3 separate regions of the Mus musculus genome follow, and all the other regions are linked to region 2. Evidence: chromatin contacts called from public promoter capture Hi-C data. All regions are on one chromosome and are shown on one strand. Each heading gives the region's core, a stretch centred on a gene start, on an enhancer-like site or on the middle of the called end of the contact. The rest is flanking DNA. Distances are from core to core; before and after follow the strand shown.

Evidence for each region. Promoter capture Hi-C pulls out the DNA fragments that hold promoters and counts their contacts.
Region 1: a promoter capture Hi-C map of liver shows a contact between it and region 2, with 6 times the contacts expected there. The contact joins the promoter of Hcrtr2 here to the promoter of Scg3 in region 2. A contact is called at or near these places in 8 of 39 promoter capture datasets (the 3T3-L1 cell line, cranial neural crest, embryonic stem cells and 4 more) and 1 of 9 other capture datasets (embryonic stem cells).
Region 3: a contact with region 2 is called in a promoter capture Hi-C map of second pharyngeal arch cranial neural crest. The contact joins the enhancer-like site here to the promoter of Scg3 in region 2. A contact is called at or near these places in 17 of 39 promoter capture datasets (the 3T3-L1 cell line, 3T3-L1-derived adipocytes, the C10 cell line and 11 more), 7 of 115 datasets of contacts at active chromatin or transcription factors (astrocytes, embryonic forebrain, embryonic stem cells and 2 more) and 3 of 9 other capture datasets (adipose tissue, embryonic stem cells and pancreatic islet).

Annotation. Positions count from the first base shown.
Region 1 is chr9:76,322,186-76,325,424 of GRCm38.p6, reverse strand. Hcrtr2 (hypocretin (orexin) receptor 2) reads left to right here and starts at 1,802. Exons shown (of 8, transcript NM_198962.4): 1 at 1,802-2,143. The coding sequence starts at 1,921.
Region 2 is chr9:75,682,571-75,685,638 of GRCm38.p6, reverse strand. Scg3 (secretogranin III) reads left to right here and starts at 1,583. Exons shown (of 12, transcript NM_009130.3): 1 at 1,583-2,004; 2 at 2,649-2,701. The coding sequence starts at 1,914.
Region 3 is chr9:76,234,987-76,238,037 of GRCm38.p6, reverse strand. Hcrtr2 (hypocretin (orexin) receptor 2) reads left to right here. Exons shown (of 8, transcript NM_198962.4): 5 at 1,649-1,869. Among named protein-coding and RNA genes, the nearest start is that of Gfral, 23 kb to the right of the region's middle. Within about 2 kb of position 1,782, at least 63 of the 459 cell types and tissues checked have an H3K27ac peak or open chromatin away from gene starts, as enhancers often do. A contact at or near this core is called in second pharyngeal arch cranial neural crest, where this site is marked.

The sequences.
Region 1 (3,239 bases), core at 553-3,052, 640 kb before region 2:
ATAAAATGACAGCTAATGACAGTGACTCAGAAATAGCAGATGGAGCTCATGTTTATAGATCGCCAATAGCAAGGAATCTCCAGGCACTAACAAGTATAAAGCTAATCAAAGGTGCAACAAACCTTCACAGTCGAAATGAATTGTGTAGGGAAAAGAAGACCAACTATTTATATCACAGAAAGGCCAGCTCTCAACAGGTACCACATTTGTATCAGTGGCTGTGACTTAAGTCCATAGTAGGCCTGTCCCCACTTTCACAGAAGGCAACAGTTCTAGAAGAATGGATGATTTTTTGAATGATAATGTTAGCATTTAAATGATCTTAAGACTCCAGTAAAATTAAATGTATGCATGGACACATCATTGTTTTGTTAGTTCTTTGAGAATTTTGTACTTCTTCTGATCCATCCACTCTGTCTCCCAACTTTTCTAAGATCAATCTCGCCTTTCCTACGTACTCAACTTTGTGTTCCTGTTACTTTTTTTTATTCCATCAAGGCTAATTTGAACTCAGATATTCTTGGATGCAGGGACCTTCACTGGAGGGTGGTAGATTTTAACCAGAGGATACACTCTTAGGGAAAATAAAAACAAAAAACCGGACTCTCCCAGGAGTTAACAATTGTCAACAGGGATGGGTACTTTGTATCCAGCTCCCCTCCCCATGCTGCGGTTTGTTCTGGCTTAGACCTGCACAGGTCCTGAACATGCTGTCACAACCACTGTGAGTTCCTATGTGCAGCTTTTCTACTGTATCCAGACGACACTGAGTCTGGATTCAGTGTCACTGATTCCTTCCCGTCATCGATTGCCTCAGACTCTTAGGCTCTTCCAGGCTTCTCTTCCCAAAATGATCCCTGAGCTGTGGGAGGGGGGCTTATGGTATAATGTATTCCTTTTAGGGCCAAACATCATGCAGTGTCTTAATCTCTGCATCTTGGCCAGTTCTGCGTTTCCACATTAACCGTCATCTACTGCAAACAGAATCTCCTCTGGTGCGGGTGAAGGGATGCATTAATTAATCTATTGCTGGAATAACTCATTAGGAGTCAGTTTAATACTATGTCCACGTAGCAGAATAGTAGGTTCTGCTGAGATGTGTTACATTTGCCCTTGAAAGTGCACATCCCGATTCAATACAGCCTTCAATTAAAAATGGTCCTCTCCTCGTTCTTGATAAGGAGTGGCAGGCAATGCCTTAACAATTCAGCCATTGCCAACTTGGCACATGATAAATACTGCGAGGCTATATTAAATATTAAAATATTTGGATGGAATGACTTTTGCATAGGCCTGGCCCAGGCTAGAGTGGGTCATGATTACTTTTACGTTTGCATCACTAAGACAAGCGAAGAAATGGATCTTCCGTTAACCATGCGTTGACCTTCCAGCCACATCCACAGGCTTATGCATACCAGTATAGTATAGAAATTGCACGTACAATAGAAGGCAAGTGATGGAAAAGGGACATGTAATCCACAAAGAAACAGGTTAAGGTAATTGTCTTTACTCCCCCCACCCTTTCCCGCCCCACTTTTATTTTCCAGCTTCATCTCTCTGTCCCTCAACCCTGGGGACAGCTGTGGGTTGCAAGCTAAGTGCTGGAATGAAGAGTGATTGAGCTGGAGCTGAGGTCAAGGAGGATCTCTACTCCAGAATCATTGCTGCAACCTCCCCTGCCATTTCCCTGGCTCTTAGGCAGCTTCTCCTGGTGCAAATCCCCTGCAAAGACACTGAAGCAGCAGCCCGAAGTTGCCGGGCGCAAGGCTCTGGAGGCATTGGCTCAGGAACTTTTCACGTCATTCCCGGCTCCAGAGCCCCTAGTCGCGGCGGCGCAGCCTTTCCCACCGCGGATCCTCAGTGCTCATGGGGCAGGCGGAGACAAGCTTGCAGCACTGAGCCGAACGGGACCAGTCCGTGATGTCCAGCACCAAACTGGAGGATTCCCTCTCTCGTCGCAACTGGTCATCTGCTTCAGAGCTGAATGAAACTCAAGAGCCGTTTTTAAATCCCACGGACTATGACGACGAGGAATTCCTGCGGTACCTGTGGAGGGAATACCTACACCCGAAAGAATATGAGTGGGTCCTGATCGCAGGGTATATCATCGTGTTCGTTGTGGCTCTCATCGGGAACGTCCTGGGTGAGTCTGGTCTCCGGCAGCCTTCCAAAAGGGTTGTCACCTCCCCTCAGCCCAGGCTGCAAGGCTGGGAGACCCCTCCCTTCTCCTGGGGTGCAAACAAAGAGGTCGCTGCTCTTGGCTGAGGTTTCTAATAAATTTTTTTTTTAAGTTTTCTGAATTTACAAACTAGGAGGGATCTCTAGAAGGATTATTCTGTTTGTTTGCAGAGAAAAGAGGGAAACTGTTTCTGTTTGAGAACCAAGAACACAAGCGCAAGGAGAGGGACAAGGACCTCCAGGTGGATTTGCTGAGTGTAGGGGAATCTGTAATGCTTTTGTGCAGGCTGGGTGGGTTTACTGGGGAGGACTTGCACCCGCAGAAACTGATGAAGTCATAAGGCCTTCGTGAGCTCGGTGGCACGTCCTTTAGCAAGGAGGCTTAGGCTCGGGTTAAGAAGTGGTAACGAAGGGGCAGAGTGGAGGCAAAGGCAGACAGAGGAGCGCGCTCCATCGCAAAAGCAGAATTAAACAGAAGCGGTGCCTGGAGCCGCAGGAGGAAGGAGGAGCATCCTAAAAAGTACCCCGGAGCTCACTCTCACCATCCATTCAAGCATTCATTCATGCATACATGCATGCATTCATTCATTCAACCAATGCACACCACCGCGCAAGTGGTTGTTATCAGTTTCAGAAAAATATTTTTACCAACTGATTCTTTTTCTTACAACAAGATTAAGCTTAATGTCAGAGTCTGTCTTGGTCTGTGAGAGCACAGGTTCTCTTGCGCGCTCATTACTATTCTCCCCACCACCATGTCTGAGGGACCAAGTGAGGGGTAAGGAAACTATAGGGACCGCGGTGATGGATTTATTAGGACAGGATGGGGAATCGCTTTCAAGACACGGAGCTTCTCCAGAGAGCTAGGGCTTAAATTGTGAATGGAAGGAGCATGTACCTTGATGAATGGAGAACAGGAGGCTTTTCGAATGCAGAGGGCAGTGTGGAGGAAATCTGTTGAAAATGACAGGAGGAGGCAGGCAGTTTGGAGACAGTACTACCTTCTCAATAAGGCGGAGAGGTGAGTGAAAGGAAAGAGGCTGGGAAGCTGGGAAGTAAAA
Region 2 (3,068 bases), core at 334-2,833:
TCTATATGTCAGCTGATAGAGCTGTCATTTATGTTTTAAGGAACAGAGATCTAAAGAAATTTCCCTTAGCACAGATGTGATTTTAAAATATGACCCAATTTTTTTAAATTTTTAAACACAATCTTAATAATTATATGGATGTGTGTCTGTGTTGGGGTATGTGCACATGTGTTGCTCACAGAGGCCAGAAGAGGATTGGAGCTGCAATTACAAACAGTTGTGAGCTACATTTATGTAGGTTCTGGGTCCTCTGCAAACCCAATGAACCATTGCTCTAGCCCATGAGTTAATTTTTAAGACTGCAGCATACCAGGATAATGATACTGTGCTACCCACCATTGAGAAAGATCTATTCGTTTTGAAGTAACTGCTAGATTTGAAGTACTCTGTAACAGATTTTAATGTATCAATTTTTAAAAAAGATTCACATGGAAACAAAAGGACTTTTAGATTCTTAACTGAAATACTTGCATGACTATTAAACTCAAAACCTCCAGAAAGGGAAATCTGTTTGTCAGTGGGTTTGTTTGTTTGTTTGTTTTCATGTATTTAAATAAGTAACTTGGTCCATGAGAGGGAGGAGCCAGAAATCAAAGGCCTGATTGTGCTGGATCCTTCTTTGTGGCCATTCTTCAGCTGGGTTCTCAGCAGGCTGCAGTTGAAAGGGAAAGATCCAAGTTCTGCTTAAAAATCAGACTAAAGAGCTTGCTCAGCACCCCGCTCACATTATGCTACTCGCATTCACCACTTAAAAGTCTTTGGATAGTAAATTGTATGCAATGACCTCAGTCTTCCAGGATATTCTCGGATTATAGGAAGCACCCCTCTGACTTGCTTATGAGGAGAGGAGTATTTTTCATGGCTTTCCCTTTTCTTGAAAGACTCTCAGAACATCAAGATCCTCAGGTATAAATTAGACCCGGGGAAGAATGTCACAAAAGCACACTATTTTTCCTACTTGGTTAGAAGAAAGAGAACAAAACTGAATATTTCTGGTGAGGACTCTCGCTCCAAGAGGGACAAACGGGTTGTTTTGTTTTGTTTTGTTTTGTTTCCTTCTCTAACTATGTGAGAGTGAAGTTTTATGCACAATGTATTTGAAATAATATTCGTGCGCTTTCCTAATCAAAAGGCTCCTGTGGAGCTGAGATGCAAGAGCATCAAAAGACTGTCAACACAGATCAATAAAGGCAGGTCTTTATAAGGTTTGATAGAATTATATCTTTTGTTTATAACAGAATTTTGATTATAGTAGAATATAAAGGTATAACAGAATTTTGAGTATAGCAGGAAGGGATTTTGGAGTAGAGACTGCAGAAGAATAACAATCAAAATTAGACAAAGATTACCCATGTCTCCTTGACAAGTTCACGGGTAGAGAGGGCATTTAACCCTTGAGGTACAGCAACCATGCCTATCGTCCAGCAATCCTGCAATCCGGCCCGACTCCGACGTAGAAACATACCCAAGACTGCGGCAAGGAAAATACGCGAGCAAGCCTGTCTCCCCTCCCCCGCTCCGTTCCCGCGGGATTGGAGTAGCGCTGGGTCGCTGACGCCATCCTCACGCCTCTGGTTTGCATGGAGCATGCGCCTCCTCCTCATTTCCTCTCCTGGAGCTAGTGGAGTAAAGCTACGCCCAGGCCCGCGTCCGCTGGCGGCGCAGGAACTTCAGCACCCGCGGGGCGGACAGCGCCTACCGCACCTGCTCACCTGCTCTGGGCGCCAGAAGAGCCTGCATCCTCCTTCCAGCCCGGAGCAACTGCGCCGGAGGCGCCCAGACCCTCTCCCTTCCCGCACCCAGGCTCCTGTCCCTTCCAGCTTCTTAACTCCCCTTCTCATTCATAACAAAAGCTACAGCTCAGGGGCCCAGCGCCAAGCTCTTTCCAGCAAAGCACAGAAGAGCAAGAAAGAATGGGGTTCCTTTGGACCGGCTCTTGGATACTGGTGTTGGTGCTCAACAGCGGCCCAATTCAAGCTTTCCCCAAACCCGAAGGCAGCCAAGGTATGTGGACATTGCTCTGCTTTAGAGTTCTCTTTCATTTGGCCCAGCCAAGATAAAGCTTGATGTGACCCGTGAGCTCTAAATCGCCCTGCCTAGTTTTTCTCAGCAGATCTCGTATCGTGCATATTGACAGAATATACACGGTTTTGACTTCAGAGAACGAAGATGGATTTTTCTTTCTCCTTTACTTTTAAAATAATAGAGCGATAACATGGTCTTATTTTGAAAAGGGGAGCGAGTACCTGTGCTTAAAGTGGCTAGGATTTTTTTTTTTTTTTTTTGCTCATTACACATGCAGGATATGATGATCTCTTTTAATGTACCAGCAATGATAATCCAAATAGTATGTTTCCAATTGAAAAGAGCTAATAAGCTAAGAATTAGAACTATATGTTAAATTTCTGATCAGAAAATAAAAGTGTGATTGCATTTAATTCAGGATATGCAATAATATAATAAGCATACCAACTTTGGAACTCACCATGTATACAATTGATAATCTTTGCTACTATAAATTTTATTTTATAACATTCAGAATTATTTCTCCAAAAAATCTTTTTTCATTGTGTTTTTTATTTTAATAGGAAACATATTTGACCACCCAAATGCACAATTAAATTTATATTTATGTGTATTTATTCTAGACAAATCCCTGCATAATAGAGAATTAAGTGCAGAAAGACCTTTGAATGAACAGGTAGGTCAGATGTAAAATTATAACTCCTATGTTATCTTATTCACTGTTGTCACTTACTGTAGTTTCCTTGTGATATTTTAGCCATTTTACATTTATAAACTCCAAGACATTAATAATAAATTGACAAAAACTAAGATGATAAATCTGGTTCCACTAATTCTGTGTTCTCACAATTAGTGCACTGAGTTCTTATAGCACATGGGCTGAGGCATGATGATAACCCAGTGAGATCAATACTGTAGCCACTCTTATAAGACTGTCTAGTTTACCAAAGTGTGTGCGTGGCTTGTTTTGTTTTCTTTGAGACAGAGCCTTGCTGGGTAGCTTTGATTGCCCTACAACTCTTGATCTTTCTGCCCCTTCCTCT
Region 3 (3,051 bases), core at 533-3,032, 550 kb before region 2:
CTTGAAGAAGTCGTCACTGGGCAGAATGTTGGCTCTCCCTTCACGGGAACATTAAAAATAGAATGATCTTTATGGTTCTACTTAGACTCCACTTCAAGACCATTATGGATACTTACCAGCTTTTGTGATAGAATTATTCTGGAACTTTCTAAGATCTAGTGCTACATCTAAAACAATTCTTTCTAAAACTATTTTTTTAAAAAAGAGAGCCACAATACTGAAGAGATCCTCAGCAATTAAGTGTAACCGCTCACAACCATCCAACTTCAGTCCCAGGGAATCCATTTCCTTTATCCGACCTGTGCAGGCACCAGGTATACATGTGACACACAGATACACAAGAGATCAAAACACTCATACACACAAAATAAAAATTGAAAAATCTTTTTAGAAAATTTTAAAATAGAATCATCAAAATGGGAGCATTTGTGACTCTTTATCTCCTCAGCCAGTGGTTTCTCGAGGTGGCCCTGCCCATTTCTGAGAAGTTTCTGTCTCACGGCCGGTTTTCATCTGCGTGATTGATCTCCTGAACTGAGAGAAGATGGTCAAGTGGGGTCTCATGTAATGAGACTCATCTGTTTGGACATCAAAGCAAAGCTCCATTTTCAAATGAAAGATTCTCTAATAGACTTTGATCTCATAGTGTAAACAGCCACGGGTTCAAGGTAGCCTTCATTCTGAGAGGCCACGGGAACGCGCTGCTCTGTACTGTGTGCGGTGCAGAGATAAAAGTAGCCGCTGAGTAACTGTAACACAATCAAGCTGTCCCCGCGGTGGACTTACTGGCACATCTTTAAAAAAAAATGAATAAGCTGCATTTTAATATTTTGCTAAGATCTATCAATTCATGAGATTGTAATTAAGAAAATATTATACTTGGCAGAACTTTCTGCTATTATCAACCAACAGAAAAATCAAAGGAAACGCACGTTGTGTAATGTAATTGCTACAAATAGTGGCTATTTAAGACATTAGTGTAAGACCTGGAAGGATTCTCGGTGTGTTCGTGCACTTTCAAGAAGGGAAAATTGCAAAATTAGTTTCAGGCAATTTTGTAAGTGCGAACATTAAATCACGAAGAATAGTTTTTGTTCCTTCTACACATGGAATTGCTTTGTCTCAACAGGAGACAGAAAACCTCATAAAACTCAGTAGCTGGTTAGGTGCCGTGTCTCTACTCGACAGCAGGTGGCAGTATCGATGCATCAAAATGTCATTTAAGTTTTTTGTTTTTCGGTGTGTGTGGGGAGGGCAGGCAGTCCTGTTATCTGATGAGTGTTTAAATTTAGGAGACTTCTGAATTTAGAACTTATAATGAAATCTTATAATCTGAATTTTCTTAGCGTTCTTTTCTCTATATGTCCCTTCTCTGTTTAATAAGGGAATGTATTCTTGTTGTTCTCTTCAGACCTTGACAAGATTATCGTGTTTTAACACAAGAACAATATAAGCTTACTTTTAACTTTTTCCCCAGGCATATAACTATTTGGTGTTTGACGAAATGTGTGATAAGAACATACTCCGCCTAGCCAGTGCTTGGAGAGACGAAAATTTCAAACTCCAAACTTCTGCTTCTCACTCTTGTGGTTACATCTTCTTTGTAGAACTTTGATAAGTACCAATGAGGGATTCCATCTCCTTTCAGATTCCCGGAACTTCTTCTGTGGTTCAGAGAAAATGGAAGCAGCAGCAGCCGGTTTCTCAGCCCCGGGGGTCCGGACAGCAGAGCAAGGCTCGGATTAGCGCTGTTGCTGCTGAGATAAAGCAGATCCGAGCACGAAGGAAAACAGCCCGGATGCTCATGGTTGTACTTCTGGTCTTTGCAATTTGCTATCTACCAATCAGCATCCTCAATGTGCTAAAGAGGTAAAACCCGTGCGTTTATTTAAAAGTGAAGCAGCTTGGCATTTTAATTAAGAACTCTTTTCTTTCTAAACAGACAGACCCTCCTCTCCCTAGGGACTTTGTCTGGCCAATCAACTCGGTTGCTTGAGCTGATGGAGTTCTTTGCGCACTTAGGGCAAGACCAGCCTTCTAGCACAGACAGGAAATACACTCTTTCAGTGGATGAAGATTCTCAGTTGAGTGGCAGATAAAATGGTCGTTTTCCTAATCCCCTGTTGTTGACTGCTAAGGCTTAGATGAGAAAATATTTTAATAAAAATTGTTTCAATAACTAATTTCGTAAGTAAATAAAAGTCCATTGAACTTCTAAATTACTTCGGAAGTGAGTAAATGAGTTTTATAAAAAATTTGTTCTCAAATATTTCAACAATCCTATATTTCCAGTGAGCACAGGTACATCGACAAAACTCCGAAGCCGAAATGATTTTGACCAGTGACACGAACAGCGGATGCTGAGTCGCAGGTCCAGTGCAGGACATGAGTAGCCAGCTTTCTCAGGAAACATCAAAGCTGTTATACATACACCCACTGCGCCCAAGGCAGCCTTAATTCTGTTTATAAGAGGCTTCAAATTTAACCTGAAATTGCTCATGTCTCTTTTCCCAAAGTCAGAGTCAATATCATATTCCTCACAGCTGGAGAGACAGATAAGTTTGGCCAGAGTCAGACAAAAAGTGGTATAAACCAGCTGCGAAGACCTCTCCTCTTTGGCCTTTGTTTTTCCATTCTTTAAAGGTTTCCTCAATGACAAAGTAGAAAATGAACATTTGTTCAGAAAGAATATAGCCTTGTATGTTTTAAGGGTTTCGAAAACTCAATTCACAAAACAATCTACCCTCTGCTCCTGCCAAGGTTCCCTCTCGATTTCTTCCTCGCAGAAATCATACACAAATGTATTAAATGCATTGCTAGTTAGCCCCCTCCCCCACCCCATCCCCGCTAGCTAGCCCGGCCACCCCATTCCCCCCCCCCCACACACACACACACACACTATTAAGAACACCATAAACCAGGCAGTCCTGCTAGCAGAAGGGAATCCAGTGGCAGGCAACTTCCATGGCGAGGGGCGGGGTCGGGGTCAGGGTCAGGGCAGTGCCCAAGGTTCCTCCTCAGAGAATATGAGGGGGTAGTGGGAGGGTAGGG